Linked DNA regions of Gossypium hirsutum: all the other regions are linked to region 1. Evidence: chromatin contacts called from public Hi-C data. All regions are on one chromosome and are shown on one strand. Each heading gives the region's core, a stretch centred on a gene start, on an enhancer-like site or on the middle of the called end of the contact. The rest is flanking DNA. Distances are from core to core; before and after follow the strand shown. Region 1 holds the start of LOC107952877 (elongation factor G-1, mitochondrial). Region 2 holds the start of LOC107955253 (actin-depolymerizing factor). Region 3 holds the start of LOC107952163 (probable plastid-lipid-associated protein 11, chloroplastic). Region 4 has its middle 31 kb from the start of LOC107952764.

What was found. A called contact is a pair of places that touch in the nucleus more often than the background predicts.
Region 2: a Hi-C map of hypocotyl shows a contact between it and region 1, with 7 times the contacts expected there. The contact joins the promoter of LOC107955253 here to the promoter of LOC107952877 in region 1. A contact is called at or near these places in 3 of 34 Hi-C or Micro-C datasets (hypocotyl and leaf).
Region 3: a Hi-C map of leaf shows a contact between it and region 1, with 3 times the contacts expected there. The contact joins the promoter of LOC107952163 here to the promoter of LOC107952877 in region 1. A contact is called at or near these places in 16 of 34 Hi-C or Micro-C datasets (fibers, hypocotyl, leaf and 2 more).
Region 4: a contact with region 1 is called in a Hi-C map of leaf, with 3 times the contacts expected there. The contact joins the enhancer-like site here to the promoter of LOC107952877 in region 1. A contact is called at or near these places in 3 of 34 Hi-C or Micro-C datasets (callus and leaf).

What each region holds. Positions count from the first base shown.
Region 1 is chrA07:37,398,531-37,401,519 of Gossypium_hirsutum_v2.1, reverse strand. LOC107952877 (elongation factor G-1, mitochondrial) reads left to right here and starts at 1,721. Exons shown (of 20, transcript XM_041118157.1): 1 at 1,721-2,256; 2 at 2,341-2,562; 3 at 2,646-2,767; 4 at 2,864-2,989. The coding sequence starts at 1,852.
Region 2 is chrA07:38,092,099-38,095,195 of Gossypium_hirsutum_v2.1, reverse strand. It overlaps LOC107955253 (actin-depolymerizing factor), which reads left to right and starts at 1,472. Exons shown (of 3, transcript XM_016890996.2): 1 at 1,472-1,745; 2 at 2,057-2,322; 3 at 2,852-3,097. The coding sequence starts at 1,722. The coding sequence ends at 3,002.
Region 3 is chrA07:36,843,277-36,846,393 of Gossypium_hirsutum_v2.1, reverse strand. It overlaps LOC107952163 (probable plastid-lipid-associated protein 11, chloroplastic), which reads right to left and starts at 1,505. Exons shown (of 5, transcript XR_005930053.1): 1 at 516-1,505; 2 at 364-429; 3 at 1-65. It overlaps LOC107952162, which reads right to left. Exons shown (of 9, transcript XM_016887443.2): 6 at 2,627-2,679; 7 at 2,472-2,536; 8 at 2,323-2,381; 9 at 1,909-2,172. The coding sequence ends at 2,083.
Region 4 is chrA07:36,479,607-36,482,607 of Gossypium_hirsutum_v2.1, reverse strand. No RefSeq gene overlaps it. Among protein-coding and RNA genes, the nearest start is that of LOC107952764, 31 kb to the right of the region's middle. Within about 2 kb of position 1,492, at least 3 of the 9 cell types and tissues checked have an H3K27ac peak or open chromatin away from gene starts, as enhancers often do. A contact at or near this core is called in leaf, where this site is marked.

The DNA of each region.
Region 1 (2,989 bases), core at 472-2,971:
ATAATCAATTTCTCAAGTCCACAACATAATCATCAACCAATCATCAATTTGCATGTGTGAAAGTATAACTCATAACAATTGAATTCAATTGCATAATTATAACATTATATCATATTTTAAAACTATTCAATTTAGTCCTTATCACCAACTATTAATTCAGATCGATTTATTTAGCTCGTTTTATCATTTCCAGGTTACCTTATGTTATTACTGTGCAGCGTAGTTCGTAAATGCAACAATTGAAAAAGGTTTGAGTTATAGAAATACAAACCGTAAGCTCCGAGCTATTCATCAACGACTTTGTCTTTTCATTTCTTTTTTGAGAAATCCAAGTCGATGTTAGCTATGCATTAACACAAATATACTAGTTCATCAATATACAAACAAATTCATACTCAATTGTAAATTTATGAAAAATATGCATTTTATTCAATTTAGTCCCTAAGATTGGGACTATAGTACTTCTAGGACCTTTTATTTCTCATTTTTACCACTAATTTTTAAAGTTATGCACTTTAGTCCCTATTGCACAAAATCATCAATTTACTTTACAATTTAGTCATTTTTCAACTCTAAATTTAAATTCTATCAAATTAACACCAAAAACTTCAACTATTCAACAATGGTAACATCCTCAATCTTTAATAGTATCGAAAATACGACATGGGTCAGCTAACTTAAATTATCAGGATTCCGAAAATATAAAAATTACAAGAAAAAAACTAAATTGAACATACTAATTGAAGCTTTAAACTTTGAAACCCTTGGTCATTGGTCTCCTATTTTTCTTTCTCCCCGATTCGATTTTTGCATGAAAATGGATGAAATGTTTTTTTTACCTACTTTTCCCCCTAACTTGTTTATTATTATGTTTTATTATTAAATTAATTTAGTAAAATTTTATCACATTTTCTTCTATTACAAAGTACATTACCGTCCAGTACCACTATAATAGTGGTTTAATTGCTATAAAAATCCCTCAACCAAGTTCTACTTATTAATTCATTAACAAATAAAATTGACATTTTTATGACTTAGTCCCTATACCTTAATTTAGCAGTAATTCGATAAAAATTACCTAACCCAAATTCAATTCACTTCTAACACAACTCCATAAATATTTAATAAAAAAAATTTACGAGTACGATTTATGAAAACGGGGTTCCAAAACCTCACTTTTCGACACCACTGACTTTTGAATCATTACATAACTGCTAAGACATATGGTTATGGAGATTAAAATGGAGGATGGACTTTATCACTATACTTTAGGGACCAATTCAAACATTGTCATTAAAGACATGATGGAAGATAAGGAGAGACGACCTCCTAACTAGTAATAGCTTGAGTTTGTATCTATCTGTTACCCAACGAAGGAAAGGGCACTACCTTTGGTTGCTAGATTTGGTGTATGTTGTGGAGCTCTTTTATGTGCTGATTATTTTTTGGTTGTTGCATAAGTAAATGATATCAAGAATTCTTTCTTCAATAGAGACATGCCATGATATTGGCTACCGCCTATATTTAGGCATTGGCTTCAAAACATGACCTCAGTGGTATGGTTGAGATATGAGGTTGGGACCCTTGTGCTATGGTTTGTTGGTCTCTTTTTGGATTGCTTTAGGGCCCAACTACATATTTAGAACAGGAACTAATGGGCTTATCGAAAGCAAATGAAGTCACCAAATAGGCCTGGACGAATATCCAAATTAACCGACCACCGGAGAAAATGAATCCGAATTGTTCCTGATCCTAACCCGCCCCTTTTCAGAACCCGAACGGGAAAGTAAAAGCCCCTTATCTTGGGTTTAGGGTTTTACCCGCACCAAGCAGCACTATCCATATTCCACCATGGCGCGATTCCAAAGATCCGCAGTCCCGCGCCTCCTTTACACCTTGTACTCCACCAAAGCGGCGCCCTACTCTTCCCCCTCCCCGACGGCCGCCCTCCTACGCGGGAACTTCGAGGTCCGTCATTTCGCTGCTGGCAACGTCGCGCGAGCAAAGGACGACAAAGAACCATGGTGGAAAGAGTCCATGGAACGACTCCGAAACATCGGAATCTCCGCTCACATCGACTCCGGAAAGACCACACTGACAGAGCGGGTTCTCTATTACACCGGCCGGATCCACGAGATCCACGAGGTTCGCGGGAAAGACGGCGTCGGAGCAAAGATGGATTCCATGGATTTAGAAAGAGAGAAAGGAATTACTATCCAATCTGCTGCCACGTATTGCACCTGGAAAGATTACCAGGTTCGTATGGTATTTTGAATTTGACCTAATTTGACTCTTTGTGTTACTTATTATGACGTGCAAATTTTCCATCTGCTGTTTCAGATTAATATAATCGATACGCCTGGTCACGTTGATTTTACGATTGAAGTCGAGAGGGCGCTGCGTGTTCTTGACGGTGCCATTTTGGTTTTGTGTAGCGTTGGTGGTGTACAAAGTCAGTCAATTACTGTTGATCGGCAAATGAGAAGATACGAGGTGCCAAGACTCGCATTTATTAACAAGCTCGATCGAATGGGAGCTGATCCATGGAAAGTTCTCAACCAGGTACATTCATGTAACTGAATTGATGTTATTGAACTTCACACATTTAATAGTGGCATGCTGATCGTTTCTGTGCCTGGTGTCAGGCAAGGTCTAAGCTTCGGCATCATACTGCGGCTGTGCAAGTTCCAATTGGTTTGGAAGAAAACTTTAAGGGACTTATCGACCTTGTGCAGCTAAAAGCTTATTATTTTCATGGTTCCAGCGGGTTTGTTTCGATCTCTCTGGTTCACTTAATTTTTCTTCGTGTGACAGCCTTTTCATTTCCTGTTATTTCTTTTTGGTCATATAATAACTATTGCAGAGAAAAAATTGTGACTGAGGAGATACCAGCAGATATGGAAGCCATAGTTGCAGAAAAGAGACGTGAACTAATAGAAGTGGTTTCTGAAGTGGATGATAAACTAGCTGAAGCATTTCTAAGTGATGA
Region 2 (3,097 bases), core at 223-2,722, 690 kb before region 1:
CACAAAAGTAAAAAAAATATTTTATTAATGTATATATAAAATATAAAAATAAAAATATTATAAATTTAGAATATATATAATCTAAAAAAACATAAAAATTATAAAAAATATAAAAATAAAATTAACGAAAAATATGATAATTGAAATGAAATTATTTGAGATTAATAATATTATTTAAAAAATGTAAAAAAAGTATTTTCAAAAAGTAAAAATAAAAATTCTAAAATATTAAGTCTAAAATTATAAAAAATATTTAAATTTCAAGTTTTTTTTTCAATCACTTGAAACTTAAATACTTTTTTCATTTTTATAACATTTTTCAATTTTTATATATTATTTTTAAATTTTAAGTTTTTTAAATTTTATAATTTTATAAAAAAAGTATTTTTAAACTTTTTTTCATTATATCTATTATACATTTTAATCAATATAATATATATAGTATTTAAAAAGTAAAAAATGACATTTGTCATATTCTCATAGTGCCATGTGATTGGTCAATGCATGGTTAACTGTGGATCAGCAGTTGGTCAACTTTGTTTAAAAGTTGGTCAAAATCAAAATTATTTTTTAATATTTAAATATTTAATTTTTAATTTAAATTTAAAATTTTTTATTTTAAATAAATTTAATTGCTATATAACATTTTGTTCATTGATTAAAACATGCCAGGAGATGTTTTTCTATTACCAAAGTTGCCTAATAAATTTTATTTAACTTTTGTTACAAAATATATCGAAAATAGAAAAATTAATACTTTAAATATTAAATTAAAAAAATTAAATACCAAAAAGAGAAAATGGGTATCTTTATTTGCTAAATGTGACTTAAGTCCTTTGGAAACGGGGACTCTTTTTCTTGAGATGCCCTTTTGTAATTTGACAGTTTCTCCAAAAGGCCAGAGCAATAATGAAGCATGCAAATTGCAGGCGTTAATCTTACGCACCGCCCCCAGCAAGGCTACCCCACCGTTTTCTATGTTTTGTTTTCGGAAGATTCCTTTGTCATGTTCATTATTTCTTATTTATTCATTTTTCATTTCAGTAATTAATATTTTACATTTAATTTCTAAATTTATCATAACATTATTTAATAATTTTATTATAAGTTTCGATTATATCTATTTTTTATATAATATTAAGTATACATAATTTCTTCTTAATTTATTAATAAAAAAATAATCCATTTCAGTACACTTAAATTTATATCATTTTACATTTAACACTCAATTTACAATTTATTATAATCTTTAAGAGTAGAGAATAAAATAAGATTCTGTTGTTTATCTATATAACTTCTTTGTATTTAGAATTTAATATAATATTGGAAGCAGCAAACAATACCATTAGTTTTTTGTTGGTTAGTCATGTTTAAAAAACATATAAACTTTTATTAACTAAATAATTAGAATTAGAAAGAATTTTCTTTTTAATAAAAATAAAAGAAAGAAGCCAAAGGTGGCATTAGATCTCCATTTTATTTTTATAAAGTAGTGGATATATATTATGGTGTGAAAAAAATATCATATATGACGCATATTTTGTTTATTCTGAACTTCATTTCCTTGTAGTTTTATTAACAATATAAGCGCCATAGCTCTCTTTCATTAGTCTCCGCCTCTGTTATCGCCTCTGGGGCTCTTGTTACTTAACCTAGGGCTGTTCTTTATTTTCCTTTTCTCTCTGTTCTTTGTTCCGTTTGCTTTACTTCTTTCTGCTTCAATGTCGTTTAGGGGATTCAGTCGGGTATATCTCACTCTGTCATGACTTCTTTATTGTTTTATTTCCTTTTGAGATGTTAAAAAAAAATGTTTAATCTGCTATTTCTTATGTTGATATCAATTTATTGTATCTGTTAAGGTGACTTTCTGCTATTGCATGTTGTATATGTTGTTTGGTTTTCTGTAAAACTTTGAATTACTTCTCATGTTCCAATCGATGCTCCAAAATTAATAAACATGTCGACCCATTTTTTATCATCTCTTGAAAAATATGAAAACTCTGATTCCACCTTTACCAATAAAATAAATGTATAAGGTTGATGCTTGTATTTCCAGCCAAATGCTACATCAGGCATCGGCGTTGCTGATCAGACCAAGGATACTTTCTTGGAGCTGAAAAGGAAGAAAGTTTATCGGTATGTGAAATATAGGATCGATGAGAAGAAAAGGGAGGTTGTGGTTGAGAAAACTGGTGCCCCTGCTGAGACCTATGATGACTTCGCTGCATCTCTGCCTGAAACTGATTGCCGATATGCCGTCTACGACTTTGATTTTGTTACTTCTGAGAATTGTCAAAAGAGCAAGATTTTCTTCATTGCATGGTAGATTTTTGCCTTTGGTTTGACTATTATTGCAGTATAACAAATTTGACACTATTAATTACTTGTTAGTGCAAAGCTCCTTGTTAGTGCAAAGCTCCTTGTTAGTGACTGCGCTGTTGTTTTATTCTTACTTTCATGGAGCTTATGTTTCAGATTGTTCTGATGTTTAAGTGGATATGTCTGTATGCTATTTGTTACCCTTTTTTTGTTCTTTAATGTGCCATAAAGAACAGATAAAGTTTTATTTAAGTGTTTGGCCTGCAGCAAGAAAGGACATAAAATACTGATAGTATTTGACCCATGGTTTATTTATAGACTTGAATAAATGACCATAAGCGGACATCTGATTTTACTTAAGTTTTTTACTTTACTTGGAAACCTACTCTTTCTAGCCTATGGTTTCACCAAGGATAACAAATGGTCCTATTTTGTGTCATTTACTTACATGACGTCATTATTGTTGTTTTCATATTGACAAAGTTGCCGATGGGATGTTCTTCTTACTTAACAATTGTGTTTTGTTGATCAGGTGCCCTTCATCCTCTCGAATCCGTGCAAAGATGCTTTATGCCACATCAAAAGACAGGCTTAGAAGGGAACTGGACGGTATCCATTACGAGATTCAGGCTACTGACCCTACAGAGATGGATCTTGAAGTGGTGAGGGATCGTGCTCATTGAACAGTTTGCAGTTTTAGCTGTTCCATTTGAAGAGATTACCCAACTCTGCGTTACTCCTTCCTTCATAAAGCTAGGTGCAGGATCATTTTCGCATA
Region 3 (3,117 bases), core at 256-2,755, 550 kb after region 1:
CTAAATAATCATCCCTGATATCCTTCACAACTCGTATCTCATCATCAAGGTAAACAGTTTCAAACCTATACAGAATCTTACAATCAGAAAAACACTTCTCGGCTTTCTCAAAAAGAACAGGAAACCGTATCCATAAGAAATTGCCATCAAACACAAGGAAATATTTACTATCAGTATTAAACATGTTTTTATAGAATTGCAACTTAAGAAAAGGCATCAAGGAGGAGTGGACCTTATTGTCAAATGCTAAGCTTGGAACCCAGAGTTCCTAATGTAAATCAAGACCTAAAATTATGTATTACTGCAAAATAAATGAGAATTATTACAGTCAATAATATATATAAAAAAGATACAAGTGCTCACCAACCCTGCCCAAATGGAGGCAACGGGAACTCCCAGTTTTTTCCCCTGAGAACCGCACTCGTAAACCTAGAAATTCAAAATACAATTTTATTCAGTCGTTAAGCGAGAGGAAAAGAAGGAAAAGTAGGTTTTGCTGAAGAAGAAGTAATTACTTGAAATTCACTCTCTGAGACGACGCAATTTCAATGCTGGACCGAACGAAGAAAACTCCGTCGGGTGGAAAGGTAATAACGTTATTGAGGGTCTTGTTGTCGACATCTATGACCTGCAAAACGTCGCCGGCTTGAGTACCGAAGAGGTAAGCTTTCTCTATAATGAAGAGCTGCTCTTTCTCCGTAGTCCATAGAAGCCGCCACGTGGCGGATAGGGAGTCGCCTGTGGTGACAGTATTGCGGCCCAGAACGGCCATGGCATCAATGGCTTTGATTATTGAATCGCGTTTGTTAGTGTCGTTTTGGGTTTTGAGACCCCGCTCCTGGTCGGAGATGAGATTGAGGAGGTGTTGTTTGGCTGATTGGGTGGTGAGGGAGGAGCATGTGATTTTAGGTCTAGGATAGTGAGGAGGCCGTGGTTTTTGTTTGGTGGTAGTGGAGACAGTAAGAGGAGACGATAGAGTGAGAGCCGCGAGTGACATGGTGCTTGGGTTTCTCTATTTCTTCGCGCCAGCACCAACTGATTAAAAAAAAAAAATTGAAATCTGTGGTTCAAACACAGTGGGACTTTGGGGGATAAAACTGTAATCAATGGCGTCCAATATCCCAATTTCAATTTTCTGGGCCAACCCAAAATAGCTGTTTATGATTGGTAGGGATCGACACCAGTAGCCAAGGAATACTATACGTGGATTGAAGGGACTGTTTCCGATTTCTTGCTTGCTTGTCTCCTGCCTGACATTGTTCTAGGATGGCATGGCGGCTTCATGCTAACAATGGCTTCATAGCTCTGTGTCCTTGCCTGCTTTCACCTTTCAAATTTTAATAACGAACATTATAAAATGATTGATCCCAATTTCTAAAGCATGTGAGCTTAGAACTTATCTGTCTGTTTTAACATTTTACAAAGAGAAGCTCATACTTGAGCCGATGGTGAAATTTTGCTAATTAAAAGATTTGCCGCGAAACTTGCTGAATACACAATGTTGTGTTTTTCCTTCTTCTCTTTAATCAAGTATTCCTGCTGATTTAAGATTTAATATTCATCTTAATTATCAATTTTACAGTTACAAAAATAGACTACAAGTATACCAAATACTTAACTTATTTTTAAATAATAATAATAATATAACCATATGAAAATCAACACACTTAATTCAAATTTATTTTTGAAAAAGATAAAATTGAAAGAACTATAATATATCACTTGCTACCCTTTGTGATTTATAATTTATTTTTCTCACAACCCAGACATAGGTTTAATGAATTATTCGTGCTGGATTACTACAATTCTATTTCCATAGATTGGACCAAACTATGAGGCCTTGAAACCAAACCTTGAGACCTTCTAAGTTCAGAAACCAGGGCCTTAAAAATGGAATACTAAAATTCATGTAGGAAGTTCGTTTATTTTATACATGTTCCCCGACGTGTAAACATCAGGCTCCAATTAAAATTTGAATATAATGATAGAACCTCCACCCAAAATGTATCCACTCAAAACATCGTGTTAGTGATGAAAACAGTGACATGTGAACTTAACAAAATAGCAGGGACAAGAGATGCCTCAAACTGCAATTCCATGATTACTAATTTTTGAAACCTCCTTTGTCAAAACATTCCGTTCTCGCTTTGCCTGAGACGCAAGGCTGGAAACCTGCAAATCAATTATTCCATATAAGCAATGCTTCCAAGGAAAACAGCAGCAGTCATCCAGGTTTATGGTCTATGCATTTCATTATATGACAATCAATATACTTATATATATTCAAAAAACAAGTCCATTCATAATATTCGAAGAACATACCTGCGATCGAAACCGAGATGCCTCTCTGCTTGGAAGTTCTCCAAGGGTATCTTTTAGTCCTGATGCGACATAATATAAGGAAGTTTTCTCAGCCTTACAAATGCTGAAAATAATTCAATGAACCTAATTGAGAGAGAGTACTTGAATACCTGCTGCTTGTCTTTCAATCTTATAAGCTGACTGAATTACACTTCGGATCTGCTTGCCTGCTTGCCTGAAACAAAATTGAATATGTCCAATGGCAATAATTAGCCTCAAGAGGCAGAAGTTAACATTACACTGTACTTCATTTGAAATTACAAACCTGAGTTTTGTCCGGCCACGGATCAGCTCGTCTTCGGCTACTGATGCACTTCGCTGGAAGCATAAATTTATGAAATATATTTCATAGATGCTTGATTAAAGGGCTTAAGTTGATCTAGGGAAATGATCCACTATAATTTGTGCAATACACATTTTCTAATGATATTCTAATGTACATTAAAGTTTCATCAAATAGGAACTAGAAGTCAATGTAATTCCAGGATGTATATTAAGAACAAGAAACTTTTGAAGTGGATATATACATCACCGCATGAACAGTTTGTTGGATAAAAGCTGTTTGAAAAGTCATTTCAGCAATTTAGATACTTTTCAATTCCCGGGGATTACCAATTCCCATTGAACACACAACCCAAAGCACTCTAATTAAAACAGCTCAAGTATACCTTAGGAAACAGTGAATTCTCTATTGTCATCAACATTTCATTCTTACCTTTAGATTATTATTAAAAAAAGAAAGAAAAGCTATAACTT
Region 4 (3,001 bases), core at 243-2,742, 920 kb after region 1:
TAGCATATAACTTTTCCCGCACGTTAGGTTACATTTCATAGCCAACTCTTGAGAGTCATCTTTGTAACTTTCCGTCCCTTTACCGCTTGCTTTTCGTAATTTTTCTCCATGTCTCCTATCAATACGTCGGCTGAAGATAACTAGATACCACTCTACTCTTGAAATTGATTGGAAATTTGACTTCACTATACCAATGATACAAGGAAGATCATTCCATTGACAGCTGACTTTCTTGTGGCTCATCTTGTCATTTTCCTCTTGTTCATTAACCAAAGGGCCCAGCAGCCTAGTAATCCTTGTAACAAGTCTGAGAATTCCAAAGTTGTTCAATTTTCTAAGTTGCTTGACCACCAATGGCAGGCCAATACCAATTTTCTCTTTCTTTCAAAAACAACTGTTGCTGTAAATAAGAATATACACACTTTTTCAAAATGACAAATTTCATGGTGAAAAAAGGTTGCAATGCACTAAAGCAGTAGTGGGTCGAAATGGTCGGTTTAGTGGGGTTCCTTACTTCCTTTGAAACTTTGAAAAGCTCAGCACAACAATGAGTTCCCATTTTGTTTTTCTTATTAATTTCCACAGCGAGAGATGAAGAAGGGGGTTGTGTCTGAATGTTCACTGCCACCGGTAAATCACGCCTACTCATTACGCAATGGACTTTGAACTGTGAAAGTTAGGCTACCGACTTGCTCTTTTGCCCCTTCAAACGAATTAAAAAGACACCCCCAATTGCCTCTTTATTTTGTTACCAACTTGGATGTAAGAAGTTGATTAAGACAGATATAATTGTAATGGCAATCTTTTATCAGGAGATGTTAAGTATCTACCGCACAAACTTTCTGGTGAAACTAAATCTAATTTGAGGTGATGTATATAGCTCAGCTTTTACTGATTTAAAGTCTTTATCAACATGCGTTTGTGTTCATGTCATGTGGTAAAAGATTGCAAATAGCAGTCAAAGCTGCTGCACATCACGAGCACAGGGTTCTACAAAATACTAGTCTATGTTGATGAAAATTAAATCCATCATCCATTTTTTATAAGGAGAAATTAAAAGAGAGACAGAATTGGGTGGTCAAACCAAGGTCTTATTCAACCATAATGATTTAGTATTACCTTACCCTTCTACCTTTACTAACCCTTTTTTGACTATAGACTTTATATTGAGAAGATGTAATAGTAGGTGACTTATTGTCATTAACATAGTTTTGGAAATCTTTAATTTTCAATATTTTTTTTGTGAACTATTGACTTTGATATAGGCTAAGTAACAATTTAATAATAATTATGTTATTTACTGAAACTGTAAATACACACTTGTGGATCAATAGGTATACATAGTACAAGTTTGTATTTAGATTTTATTTCTCATTTAAACATTGTTTAAATAAAATTCCAAAGTTTTGGTTTAAAAACGATGCCCAGGCGAGAACGATGTAGCCCATCTGTTCCAATATGGGAAGCTATGAAGCCCACAAATAAATGGGTAGTTGAAGCCAGAAATTTGCGTGAGAGGATAGAGCCTTAAACCCAATACTTCATAATAAACAGCCCATCATGCGCCTTACTTAATTTGATACACTTTTTAATGTATTCATCTATTTATATTAATTTAAATTTTTTTTTTCAGATATCAATTCAATTGAAAAATAATTTTATTCAAAAGGAAACAAAGTTTTTATTTTTTATATATTTATATAAATTTTACAGAAAATTTAAATCCAAAATAAATTTACAAATACTCAAATATAAAACACCAATATTTGAAAAAAAAAACTCAATTTTAACGTTTCAATCAAAACTCATTTAGTTTTGTACATAACTTTTTTATGAATTTTTTTTTTAAAAATCCTCACAGTCAAACATTCTTAAATTACATAAAATTAATAAATAAAACATACATGACAACTTTTTAAATCCATTTATGGCATTTTTTAATCTTATCGCCATGATAATAATTTTTAAGTTAAAATATGCCATAAGATCATTTACTTTTCGTAAATTTAAAATTTAGTTCTTATATTTTTATTTTTTAGAAATTGAGTCCCTTTATTTTTCATATCACTGTTAAAAATATTTTGTTAAATTTTAGTTTACTACAACATTATATGATTATCAAGTGAGTATTTTTTTATTATAAAATATCACATTAATAAATTTAACAAAATAAAATTAACAATATTTATAATTCAACTTGAATTTTAAAATTTAAAAATAAAAAAATTAATTTTTTAAAAAATAAAAGTAGAGAGTAAATTCAACAAATTAAAGACTTATGAAATGTTTTAATCATATATTCAAATTACCACTTCTAAGTTTATCGGCTTTAATTTATTACTGCATTCATGTTTTTTTGATACTAGCATACATGTGCAATCTTCCAAATATCCATATATTGACATTAACATATATTAACATATTCTAAAAGATAATACCATTGACAAAGTATTTGTTTTCTTATTGCTAGTGGAAAATTAATGACTAATTTCACTAGAAATTGTAGCAATATTACGTTAGCAAAGAGATATTTCATTCATTTAGTAAGAACGAACTTACGAGGCTTAAATTTTTTACAAAACAAAAACCTAATAAAAGCCAATAACTTATGCAAGAAAAGAGCCTCAAAATGTCATGTATTCAGATCAAAGTTTGTGACCAAAGTACACAGAATCGCTCAACGAGAATAACTGATTAAATTAGACTCATTTAATCTATTTGAACTGACTCGATTAGTGGAGCATAGAGGAAAAACCATTTACTTGAAGCATGGTGACCTAGTGAAACACTCGACTAATTTAGAATTACTAGGATAAATATTATAATCCTAAGGATAAAATTTTGTAGCGTTCAAATTCCTTAAGACTCTTATCTTGTAGATAGACTTTAATCTAACTCATTAATGCAATTTAAATTGTATCATTGGACCTAATAGGGCTCAACTATAAATAGAGACTTTTTCCCTCACTTGTAATCATCTCATTGAATAGTTGTTAAATAC